Regions from separate parts of the Anas platyrhynchos genome. Here region 2 is linked to region 1. The links are chromatin contacts, called in public Hi-C maps. All regions are on one chromosome and are shown on one strand. The core of a region is the stretch at or near the end of the contact, and the rest is flanking DNA. Distances in the headings are between cores, read along the strand shown. Region 1 has its middle 74 kb from the start of SMIM38. Region 2 holds the start of CCND1 (cyclin D1).

Region 1 (6,161 bases), core at 1,320-3,819:
GCCAGCCAGGTGTGCTCACCTCCAGCCCTCGTTAATTACATTTTTTTCCTTGGACCAACATCAAAATGGCCTCACCTGAGCCATGGGGTGTGGCAACAGACACCTCAGGCAGCATGAGCAGCAGGGCTGCAACGCCTTGCTTGCAGACCCCGGCCTCAGAAAGCATCGTCACATTTATCCACCCTCCTGCCAGACCTGGGGTGGCCGCCATCTTAGGCAACGCCACACGCGGCTGCGTCAGACAGGGCTCCACGCCACTGTAATGGCGGGCGTCAAGGCCTGACGTGCTCCTCGGTACTCCAGATTGCCCGTGAAACACAAACTAGCAGCAGGTTTCACCACACAGCTCTTATCTCAGCACCAGATGACTGAAAAAATTGAAAGGAAATATGAGCAGGGGAAGCGTTTCTTCATGTTTTTGTGTGACGCTTGTTGCTAGGAAAAATATTTCCTTAGTATCTCTATGGGCTCTGCAAGTCAGCATCAGTGGAGCTCTGCTGGTTGCCAGAGAATATAAAACACAGCAAATGTCAGAAAAAATAGGAAGAAGAAGTAAGGCTTTAAGAATGTGCCCCATAAGGAACGTCTGTCCCCTCTGCTGCTCTTTACATGGTCAATAAACAGACATACACATCTGCATTCTTGGCTAGAACAAATCTTGAGAGCTTCTTCCCAAGGTATTTTGTCTAAGCAATATTATTTTTGTGTCTGTTTTTTCAGAAGCTTGAAAGCAGTTGTTTGTATCACGGTAGCACATGGTGGATCAGAGCCCTGAGTGCTGAGAAAACAAGTAAGCCAAGGCCTTCAGGAGCCTGCATTTCCACCAGCAAAAGAGAAAGGGTGGGAAGAGAAAGAGGGTCACTGAGGAGCAGAACAGCTTGTCCCCAGCTGCAGCAATAGGACCCTGGTCTCCTACCTCACAGCTCTTGTGCCACAGGTTGCGCTTCTGATCGTAACCCATACCAGATGCCCTAGGGAGGACGGTTAAAAAATCCCCTGCTCTGGACACCCACCATGAACTTTGCCTCTCATTTCAGCTGATTAGGGTGGATATTGAGGCTTTTTGCACATCCACAGAGCTGAGACTGATGATGGCATCACTATGTTTCAACCCTTCCAGATATGAAAGAGTAACTCATTTTCTAAGCCAATCATACACAAGTCTTCTTGCTAACAGCTGTGTGTCCAATGATGATGATGAAGGGTTGGGGGATGGAGAGGTTGAAGCTGGTTATTGCTGAATTTGCTGCATATTGCCACTGCACAATCCAGTGTATCTGTTTGAGCTGGATATTTAAGCCCCATTAAGTAGTTTCTAGTTCCCCCTGATCATACTCCAAATTGTTTTGTGGCTGCTCCCATCACTGACCACTGAAAGTTCTCACATGGTGTTATTTGAATTTTAAGTTTTTCACAATAAAGTGGTCTTCCCAGTCTCTTTGCATTGTTTTATAAACCATTTGTTTTTAAGTAAGAGTCTTTTTCCCAGAAAGAAAGCAAGACTTTGTCTGAATACAAACCCCATGCCCAACAGTGTGCTGACATTTGTGCATAGAGATGTGCTTTCCAGTTTATTCTATTGTGCTTTTTTTTTTTTTAATAGTTCAGTGGAAAGTTTGGATGGTTCCAGGCAAGTATCCTTTAACAACACAACAACAGAAATAGCCTGAAAAAACGGAAATATATCTCAACGGTGCCAGAAGAATTATGGGTTGTTGGTTTCTTACTTTTGCTTTTTTTAACATGCGTGATCACAATAAATAAATAAATTAATTAATTAAAAAGTTTGTGGATGACAGAAAGAGATTAAACTCACTGCACTTCCAGCAGCTGTACTTTTCTCCACTTGGATATGTGAAGGCAAGTGAATGACTTCTGTTGTTTGAGTCACCTAGCTTTTTAGAGTCTAACAATCAGAGTAAGTGAGAGGCTCCTGGTGCAGCAGGTACTGGTGTCCACTGAAGGCTGTGGCCCCATTTATTGTGGCATGGCTCCAGCTAGACTTCTGAGTCCTCGAAGATGTCCAGCGTAGTCTAGGAAACGAGGAGGATTTAAGAATCTGAATATCTTTGTTGATCCAATTTCCCACAAGCAAACTAATTGCTAAGTTGTTACCTGACCATGCTGAGTTGGCCCCAGAACATCCCTAGATAAAGGCCTGGAGCATTAATCTATGGCGCCATCTAGCACCCACATGAGGAATATTTGGAATAGCTCTTTCTCCATTGTTATGGCTCAAACTTTATCTAACGTTTTGCACAGAAAGACAAAAGATGATAACGAGGAAAAATGAATGTTATCATTCCTATTTCTTGGCCTCCTCAGAGCAAAGAAAACTGGAGCACTGCACATAACCCTCACTTGCCCTCTGTCTACGGGGGCTTAAAAAAATTCAGTCCCTCCCTGTACCTCTTGGTGGATCTTTTTTTCTTACTCCAGGAATGGCAAGGGGCTTGACCCACACATGTTCAGAAAGCTGTTTTAGGGACATAAGCTCCCCTCACCCTTTCTTCCACAAGTACCCCTTACCCTCTCTCTCTGCATCCTCTCACAGCCTGCATCGCAGCTCTGGCCCACCTGGGCCACCATTCAGTGAAAGGCGGAGGCCAGCACCAGCTGTTTCAGAGGAACAGGAAGGAAGCTGACACTCTGAAAGCAAAGACAAAAATCATTGCAACAGAGCTCTGATTTCTACTAATTATGTGGAACATATATAATCTACTTTTTTTTCTACTGATAACTACTATGGTTAAGTGAAACATTTTCCAGTGAAAACATTAAAAATGATCGGCAGACTTGAGATGTATAAGAATTCACATTCATTTCACATAAGTAAGCAAAATATGGAAGCTGCCTATTTCTGCTGTCTGAGCCTTTGAAAATCCTTTACTCACCAGGCTCTCAGCGTTTTGGGGGTTGTTAAATAGGAAGACCTCCATGTTTTACATCAAAAATGTTAAGACATGGGGATTCTAAAGCAGAGAGAATGCAGGCTGAAATCGCACAAGTCATGAAATGCTTGAAAGCAGCCAGACAACAACTGCATAACCACAGGTAGTATGCAAGTGAAAGATCAAATTTAAAACTCCAACTCAAGCCTGCAGGACATTTGCCAAGCTGCAAGTTAGGCTCCAGTGATGTATGGAATATATTTGCTCTGAGTCTATGCTCTGCTGTATGCCAGAAGCTTTTAAACCATCTTTACAAATATGTTCCCATCTTCTGCCAAGTGAATATACAGCCTTTTTCCCTCACGTTGGTATCTACAGTTCTTCTTACTAACTTCATAATTTCTGAGTCTGTAACTACTCTTAAATATCCTCAAATATTTGTGTGATATATACACCAAACTTAACTAATTTCTCATTGAAACAAAAGAAGCATTGTTTGCGTATTTACTTCTCACGTCTCCTCTACAAAGTTGCTTAAAAAGTTGCTTCAGCGATCAGAGGTATGTTAGCTCTGTAGATTGGCAGCCTATTTTGCTCTACTGCATTTCTCTGCAATTACTTGTTTCTCTGCCCTCTTCTGCCCCCGCTCCGTGTCTGATGTGTCCCTTCTCCTCCCACGTATCTGCCACGTTTTGTTTCTTCAACAGTAGTGACTTCCATGAGCCTGGCCTAGTCTCTCTGCTGTAACCCTTTCAATATTATACAACATTTGTTTACATTTTCCCAGGTCTTGTAAGACATCACTTTCTCTGCAACCGCTCTCATGCAAACATGGCCTTTTCTAGCTGTGGCCATTCAGCTCTATATCTGAAGTGCAGATGTGCACATACATTAGCCAGACATTTTCAATCCGTGCCACTCCAGGCTATTCCCAGACCACAAGGCAAGTGTGTGCTGCAGTACAGCCCATTGTCCAAGATGAAAATACAGCGGGAGGCACCAATAACCTAATGATATGGCCATGCAACCAGCTTGAATCTGGAAGAGCATCTTTACAGAGAGTAACTCTGCCAGCAGTAAGTGACCCTGATATTCTTTTGGTCTTCTTCCATGCCCTCACCTCATTGTTCCTCATCCTTTATTTTAAAAACAACTGGGTAGGGTGAAATCCAGGCCCACAGTGTCTTTAAGTATTGACATCTGATAACACAGGTCAGTCCATGTCATAGCAGGAGGAAATTTGTTTGTATGGGCTATCCTAGCTCAACTCCAGGATGCTGATTGCATGCAACATCGCAGATCCAAGAAGAACGGACAGGTGGGTCTCTGCAACTACTTCTGCCTATCACACTTAGTGCAATCAAGTACTGAACTGGTGGTTGTTAACGTTTAGACTCTAGTGCTTGTCAAAAATAAGTAGAGAGGATTCCTCCTTTTCCAGGAGCCACAGTTGTACACAAGGTAAAAAGTAAAATTAAAAACAATGGCTTTTGCTAAGGAATGCAGGAAATATGTTGTATTTTCATTGCGACTGCTTGAAAGCAGATTTGCTGTAGAAATAAAACAGCTCCAAATAGAATGAACTTGCTGACTCAGTTGGTCCAGATGAAAAATTACAAGTCAGCAATTTCAAGCAACAGCAGTACCAAGTGCACTGTATCTGCAATACTGATGTAATGCGCGTTGCAACATCATATTTCCCTGAATACAGCACTTGTGAGTTTGATGAGCCACAGCTTTTAGATGAAGCTTTGGATTTGCTGCAAATTACATAAGAGTTTTCCTTTATGGCTTAGACTGTTAGATGTTGGACCCACCCAACTCCTTAAGGAACCGGACATTAAAAGCAAACAATTTACTCCAACTTTCTTCTGACCCTCATCCAAGGCACACATCAAATTTAAGATAAGCATAGATCTTGCCAGTTCTCCTCATGTATCCAGAATTGTCACCATTACAGCATTTTCTATTCAGAACAGCTTATGCAAATCATTTCATAGTGCCATATGCAAATGACTGAATCAATTTTTGCTCTTCGATAATTTTCCAAACCATTTCCTAATTTTTATGAGTAACTTACAGATAAAATATTAAGACAAAAATGGACACAACTTCAAGCTGCTTCAGATTTTCATTTAATTTTCTACCTAACAAACTCCCATAGGAAATTATTAGCTGTGGTTAAAAGCCTATTACACAGCAGGATATATTCTAGGTGGGAAAACCACTTAGAAATTATGATTTTAAGCAATTTGTCGGAGTTTGTACTCTACAGCTATGTTAGGTGAGAGAACAGCAACAAAGCAGGAGGAAGAGGCTGGATGAATCAGCCTGGAAAATTGGTTAGGGATTCTTTGTTGCAGCTGCTATAATTCTGGAGAACACAGGAAACACCTAAGTTTGTCATTTTTAAGTGGTGGAAGTTGAGAACAGAAAGTGAACTTAGGCATCATAGTTAATGTAGAAAGTATCCAGCACATGGAATTATCTTATGAGGAGCCATCAGGCTGATGATCAATTAAATTATAGTCCAAGGGACAAGGAAGAGGCCTAGACAGTAAGTGAACAAATACACACTGAGTATAAACAGAAGACAAAAAGCAAAAGCATCTCCTTTTATCTGGTTTATATGCCTCTCTTTTCCTTCTTAGCTGTTTCTAGTCATTTTATCTATTTATTTATTTCATGGAAAGATTGTATGATAGCTGAACGTGCTCTGTTAATACTCTACAAGAATAAGACCAAAAGTAGCAATGTACTTTGAAAAAGCAGAGAGCACAGAATAATACCACCAAAAGAATGCTACAAGATATCCAAGCACACCTTTAAGAAAAGCTCTGCTAATATGAGAATAGTACCTCTTGCCTTTGTTTTCCAGGAAAATTGCCATGAACACATAACCAGCTTGATTACACTCATTGAAAGTGAACTTTAATAATTGTGCCTATTTTCCCTGTAGAATATTTCTGAATACTAGACATTAATATTTTGCTTTTCTTTGAAGATTTTAGAAACTTGCCAGGAGAGCCATGATTTGAACCAGCAGAAGTGCATACTGAGTTGTTGCAATATATCACTCACAAACAGCTGACAGACCAAGTATTATGTGCAGAGACAGGACGTTTGTGGTCTCTGCAAAGGGAATGGAATGTTCATCAGAAGAAAAAAATTAAAAAAGATGAAAATTAGCAGCAGAATTACTCGTGGTCAAGGAGTTCTCCAGCCATGGCTGTGATTTACACACTATTCTTTATGTAGCTTGGCTAGTCA
Region 2 (6,161 bases), core at 1,652-4,151, 300 kb before region 1:
CGGCCCGGCCCCGTTTGGCCGCCGGGGCCTCGGCGTCCCCCGGCTGCGGCTGTCGGGGGAGGTGGGGGCCACTCGGGCCCCCCGGGGCGCTGGGGTCCGGCAGCCCCCTCCCGCCCGCCCCGCTGCAGGGGGGTCCCGGCCGGCGGCCCCGGGGGGGGGGGGCTTCGTTTGCGCCTGAAGTGCCTGAGCGTGCAATTACCAGTAATTCGTCGGGTCTGATGGAGTTATCTGTGTAAATGCACAGTTTTTCTGCGGTCAGAGGAATAGTTTCCTTCATTTTGGAAGCCACAAACATGCAGGTAGCTCCGAGCAATTGCAAGCGGCTTTTCTTGAGGGGTTCGAACGACAAAAATCTGTCCAAGTAATTCATCGCCAAGGGGAAAACTTCCTCTTCGCACTTCTGCTCCTCGCAAACCTGCAAGAGGGAGAGAGGTCGTTGAGTGCTGAATGCAACGGGGGCGAAAGCCAGGCGCCCTCTGCCTCCCTGCCCCGGCCCCGGCTCTGCAGGGCAAGGCTGGAGGAGGAGAGGCGGGCACGGCGAGCACCGGGGGCACGGGGGGAGCATCAGGGAAAATGAAAGAGAAAGTCACCGGGGACAAAGCGGGGGGAAACGCGGCGATAGAAAGCCGCGGGCGATGCGTGGTAAAAAGGGGGGGAAGCGCCGGGGAGGTTTGGCCCCGTCTCGGCGGCCCCTGCAAGGAACAACGAAAAAAGGGAGAAACGGGCTCGGGCAGGGCGAGGGGAGCCCCCCCGGCTGGCAGCGGGCTGCGGGGCAGGGCTGGCCCCCGGCCCCGTTTATTCGGCGTGGGGTTCGCCATCCCCTTCGCCCTTGTGCCGCCGATTCCCCCTCTCCGGTCGAGACACAAAGGTGGCGTCCAGCCTCATTTCCCCAGACGTCATCTTTTCAAAAAATATTTAAAAATATTTAAAAAATCCCCCGGGCTCCGAAAAAAAGCCGAAACGAAGCGGCGGGGGTCCTTTACCGAGCCCGGTGCCGGGGGTCCGCCGGGGGGGCTCCGGGGGGGCTCCCCGAAGTGAAATCCACCGCCTCCCTCTCCCGCCCCGCAGCGCGGCCGGGCGCGACGCTTCGCAGAGCGAGGCAGGGCACTGCGCTTTCAAAAATTAATTAAAAATAGATCGCGGGCGCCCAGGGCCGCCCAAAAGGCACGAAAATGTAGCCCGGCTTCTGGGGCTCCAGCCGGGAGCCCCCCCGGCCGCGTCGCGCCCCTGCCCGAGGCCCTTTCCCCCTCGCTTTGCCCGGCCGGGCTCGCCGCCGGGCTCGCCGCCGCGGCACAGGCGCGGCGCGGAGGGGGCACCGCGGCTCCGGCCGCCCTCGGCGCCGAACAAAGAAACTTTCACCCCGCCGCTCCCCGGGGGCCGCCGCAGCCCCTCCGGCCGTGCCCCTGCCCGCAGCCCCGCCGGGCTCCCCCCGGCCCCCGGCCCCGCTCCCCCGGCCCCGGCCCCGCTCCCCCCCGCCCGCCCGGCCGCCCTTGGCGCGCTCCCCGGGACTTTCTAATTTTCTGCCGATTAATAAACACTTTTTTTTTTTTTTTTTTTTGCTCTGCAATAAAAGAACAAAGATGGCGCGTAATACTGGCACGGGCAGCGCTTGCATACGTGTACAGGGATATTAATTTTAAAGAAACCCCCCGGCAGCGCTCAGCCGCCCGGGGGCTGCGCGGCGGGGCCGGCCCGGGGCTGCCCGGCGGGGCCGGGAGGGAGCCGGGCGGGGGCCGCCTCCGGCCGCGCTCAGCCCCCGGCTCCCCTCGCACGGCCGCCGCCGGAGCGGGGCCCTCGCGGGCAGGGGGTGCGCGGCCGCCCCGCCGGGGGGGGGGGCCCGGGGCCGCTCCGGGCAGCCCCGGCCCCGCAGCCGCAGCCGGAGCCGGGGCCGGGCGGGCAGCGCCGGGGCTGAGCGCGGGGGGCGAGGGAGCGGCGCGGAACCCCCCGGAGCATACAGACCTCCAGCATCCAAGTGGCAACTATTTTCCTCATATATGGCAAGATTTCCTTCTGCACGCACTTGAAGTAGGACACCGAGGGCGAGCAGGTCTCCTCCGCCTTGAGCATTGTCTGCAGCACCCTGTCGTTGAGGAGGTTGGCATCCAGGTAGGCTCGTCGGATGGTCTCCACCTCGCAGCACAGCAGCTGATGTTCCATGTCTGCCTCCTTCGTCTCGAGTCAGTTTTCTCAAGGACTGAGTCAGTCTCTCGCTCTCTCTCTTCCCCTTCCAGGAGTCCCTTGGATGCTGCTTCTGCTACTGCCGCTACAGCCCTCTGGAGGCTGCAAAACTTTCTAACTTCCAACAAAACTGTGACGTTACTGTTGTTAAGCAGAGATCAAAGCACGAGAGAGAATGAGAAAGAGAGAGAGAGAGAGCCAAAAGCAAGGGGCAGAGCCCTAAAGCCATCCCATAGGCTTCAAGTCCTTCCCCTTTGCTTAGCTTATAGAGAGCAGGGGTTTAATGCAAATGCAAATGAGACAAGGGCTTGCTTTCTTCAAGGGCAAGGGAGAGGTGGGGGAAACCCAAATTGTCTCTTCAGTGTATCATGCATAATTTTAAAAATGGAGAGAGTTCTGCAGTGGGAGCCAAATGATGAATGGGGCTAGGCCACACACAGGCACACATGGATATAAATACAGGGAGACGCGGTTGGTATTATTTTACTGGGGGCGCCAAGGAGGGGGAGCCGGGCAGCACCAGCGCCTCGCTCTCCCTTATCAATTACCGTGCCTGCCCTCCGCGATGCGTACCTGGAAGATCTGTCCTTTAAACACACGTGCTCCCGACCTGGACGTGCAGCCTTTGTAGTCGATCCCAAGGGAGCAGCTTTCTCCCATTTCCTCATTCTTTTTTTTTTCCTTTTTTTTTTTTTTTTTTTTAACTCCACAGCCCCTCAATGATTTTGCTGCAGGACAGAAACGTAAAAGAGTTGGGGTCCCCCCCCCCTTCCTGCAAAGACGGTGCATCTCCCTCCCTTCCTTCCTTCACGCCTCCCCTTTCACTTTCAAGGCTTTACCCTCCCGAAGGGGCACTGGGGTGGTGGGGGACACGACGGCGAGTGGCAGCGCAGGCCGGGCAGGCCGCCCTCAGCACCCCGCCCCCACCGCACAGCCACCCAGCGGAAAATCTCCCCGCAGAGCAGCAAAATGGTGGCCAGGGCTTCCTCCCGCACCTACGGGGAGATGAGCCGGGGGAGGTGCCAGCATCCACCCGTGCTGCACGGTGCCATGCGGCGAGGGCAGCCCGTCCACGCTGACATGTGGCCGCACGGCCCTGCCGTAAATAACTCCCGGCCCCCAGCCCCGCCGGGCTGCCTGTACCTGAGAACGCCCGGCTTGGCTTTGTTTCTGGTAGAAAGCCTCCTTTAAACTACTCCTCGCTTTTCCGCGGGCTGATAGGGGAGCTTGGGGCCCACTGGAAAATACCAGAGGCGAAGCCAACGCGGCTGCTCCGCGGGAGAAACGCCTGGGCCCGAAGCGGAGCGGGAAGGCCACGAGCAGCAGGGCTGGCGCTGCCTCGTGTGGGCCCACCCTGAGCACAGCCACCAGCTGCAGCCCGCTCCCAGCTCGGGATGGGATCGCCGAAGCAGTGCTGGTGTCGGGGTCTCGTGGCCGCAGCACGCTCGCTGCAGGGCCGCGCAGCATCCCTGGTGCGTGACCTCGGGGGAGCGGTGCCAGGGCTCTCAGGGCATGTCGGTGCAGGGCTGCGTGCTTGCGTAACCTCCCCGCACGCAGCACGCCCAGCTCCGCGCCGTGCCTGGCCGCTCGCCTCCATTTTGTCTTCACCCACGCGGGGCACGCGACGCCCGTGGAGCTCGGCAACCCTTGTGCTCAGCAGCCCGGGGGGCTGCCCAGGGAGGGCTTCTCGGCGAGGAGGCCGCTCCCCGTGCCCATGCCCGTGCCCGTGCCCCTGCCTGGTGCTCTCCCAGCGCAGCGAGGCCGGGCAGCACGTGGGGACCCTGCAGCCGCAGACACGAGGCCCAACTGGGGGAGCGGCCGGCTGGGGGAGCCGGGAGGGGCGGCCCCGGGGCGCGCTCCCGCTGCCAGCCCCCCGCCGCCCCTCAGGTGCCGGCGCTGCGCTCGCACGCGGGGCGGGAGCGGGGCCGGGGCCGGGGCCGGGGCGCGGCGCTGGCGCGGGGCCCGGGGGAGCCCCCGGCGCGTTGCGGGGCGGCGCGGCCGCAGGAAGCGCCCATTAGCGCGGGCCAATGGCGGCGCCGCGCTGTTACCGGGCAGATCTGGCCGCCCGCGCCCGCCGGCACAAAGGGCACCGGACACGGGGGGGAGACCCCCAAGGGGCTCGGCGGCCCCCGGGGCGCGTCCCAGCACGGAGCCGCCCCGCACCTGCCCGGCCGGGGCCCGCCCCGCCGCTACCTGCCGGGGGGGGCGGGGGCGGCGCCTTAACGGCCTCTTAACGGCTTTCTAACGGCTCTTAACGGCCCTTAACGGCCTCTTAACGGCCAGGGGCCGGTCCGGGGGACCGAGCCCGGGGCTGCCCGTCAGTCAGTCAGTCAGTCCGTCAGTCAGTCAGTCTGTCCGTCTGTCTGTCAGTCTGTGCCCTCCGTGCCGTGCCGCCCCCCTCCCGCTGCCGGTGCCGGTGCCGGTCCCGGTGCCCCCGCCCCGCTCCTCCCCAGCCCCGCCCCCGCCGGCACTTTCTCATGACGTCACCCCGCCCCGCGCGCCGCCGCCGCCGCTGACAAAGCCGCGGGCGCGCGCATTCCTGGCGTGCCGCCGGGCCGCGGGCGCGCGCCCCTCGCCCCCGGGAGCGCGCTTCGCCTCCCGGCCCGCGCACCTGCCGGCGGGCGGCACCGCCGGGGCCGGCGCTGCTGCGAGGGGCGGGCGGGCGCTCCTGGAGCCCGTAGGGATCGCTTGGCCCTGACCCAAGGGCTGTAATTCTGGGTTGTAGTTCTGATAGTTCTGACCCGAAGCACAGATGACAAAATGATAAATTCGCAAAACTCAGGCTTTTTTTTTTTTTCCCGAATTCAGTGGGAGCATTACCTCCACCACCAAAGGCAGCAGGATCGGGCCTGTAACACCGAACTAGTGGCTACAACCAAACAAACCCGCAGCGCCTGGGTCTCTGCTACCTTTTGCCTCGTGTGAGCACCTTTCTGTGGTGGATGCAGGGTGCTGCCATTTTGCACCAACCCGGCGGAAAATACAGAAATGCAGACACCAACATGGGGCGACAGGCCGCGGGGAACCCCGTCTGCGTGTTTCCATAAATCAGCAGGGGAAGTGAAGAACTGAAAGCCCTGACAGATGAGATTATGGCCCTATCAAACACTTAAGGAATATTCATGCCTAATTTGATCTCCTTGTGGTAGCTGGTATTCTGTACGTGCTTATTTTAAAATAAAAGAATATGGGATACTCCGTGAAACACACACTCCTACAGTTACATCTCTGTGTGCTATTTATCTTATATTTACCATCTGTAGGGTAGCTGTGTGTCCCCTGTGGTTACTTCTTACCTGTCCCACTAGCGACAGGCAGAGAATGCAAGGTATGATAACAGCCTCCCACTGAACTCAACTGAATGTCTTTTGTTGGCTAATTTTCATTTGGGTTTACATCACTTAGTAAATTGCTCAGATTTACAACCTTAAATTGTGGATGCTTCTTCTTGGTCCTTTTGGGGGAGGAATTGTCATTCTGACCATGGGTTACATTTCAGAGGGATTCAAGTGAAAAGCCAAAATACAACATGACTGACTAGCTGCTGCATCAGAGATGCTTTGTTTCCTGCATATAAAATTTCCTATGGTATTAACGTTATCTTGGCCTAGTGGTTGTACAAAGGTAGCAGCACCACTGCTCACTTTTAAGGTAAAGAACAATCAAAATCACAGTGTGATGGCACTCCGCTCTAAATTGCCTCTGTCCTTTGCATTTTCTTGATTCCTGGTTGGAGAGCCAAGTGGTTTTACCTAAGTGCCAACTCTGCAGCTCTCTGTTGGTAGGGCCACCAGTCACTCAGCAAATGGTAAGGGTCACTCAGCATGTGTAACACCTCCATGCACTTGATGGCAGGGAAATGGCATGTTGCTGAAACTTTGGTTCTTACGGGATCCCCTAGTTACACTTGCATTGGGCTAAGAAGACGTATGGATGGACGCAGTGAGGTTGAGATCGTCTGACACATTCTCCACTGGAAAATG

What was found. Hi-C and Micro-C count contacts between places; a contact is called where the count stands out from the background.
Region 2: a contact with region 1 is called in a Hi-C map of F5 follicle, with 2.9 times the contacts expected there. The contact joins the promoter of CCND1 here to the enhancer-like site in region 1. A contact is called at or near these places in 3 of 8 Hi-C or Micro-C datasets (F5 follicle, small yellow follicle and subcutaneous adipose tissue).

The regions. Positions count from the first base shown.
Region 1 is chr5:47,479,114-47,485,274 of IASCAAS_PekinDuck_T2T, reverse strand. No RefSeq gene overlaps it. Among named protein-coding and RNA genes, the nearest start is that of SMIM38, 74 kb to the right of the region's middle. Within about 2 kb of position 2,569, at least 4 of the 8 cell types and tissues checked have an H3K27ac peak or open chromatin away from gene starts, as enhancers often do. A contact at or near this core is called in F5 follicle and small yellow follicle, where this site is marked.
Region 2 is chr5:47,776,075-47,782,235 of IASCAAS_PekinDuck_T2T, reverse strand. It overlaps CCND1 (cyclin D1), which reads right to left and starts at 2,901. Exons shown (of 6, transcript XM_013102661.5): 1 at 2,752-2,901; 2 at 1,960-2,319; 3 at 200-415. The coding sequence starts at 2,157.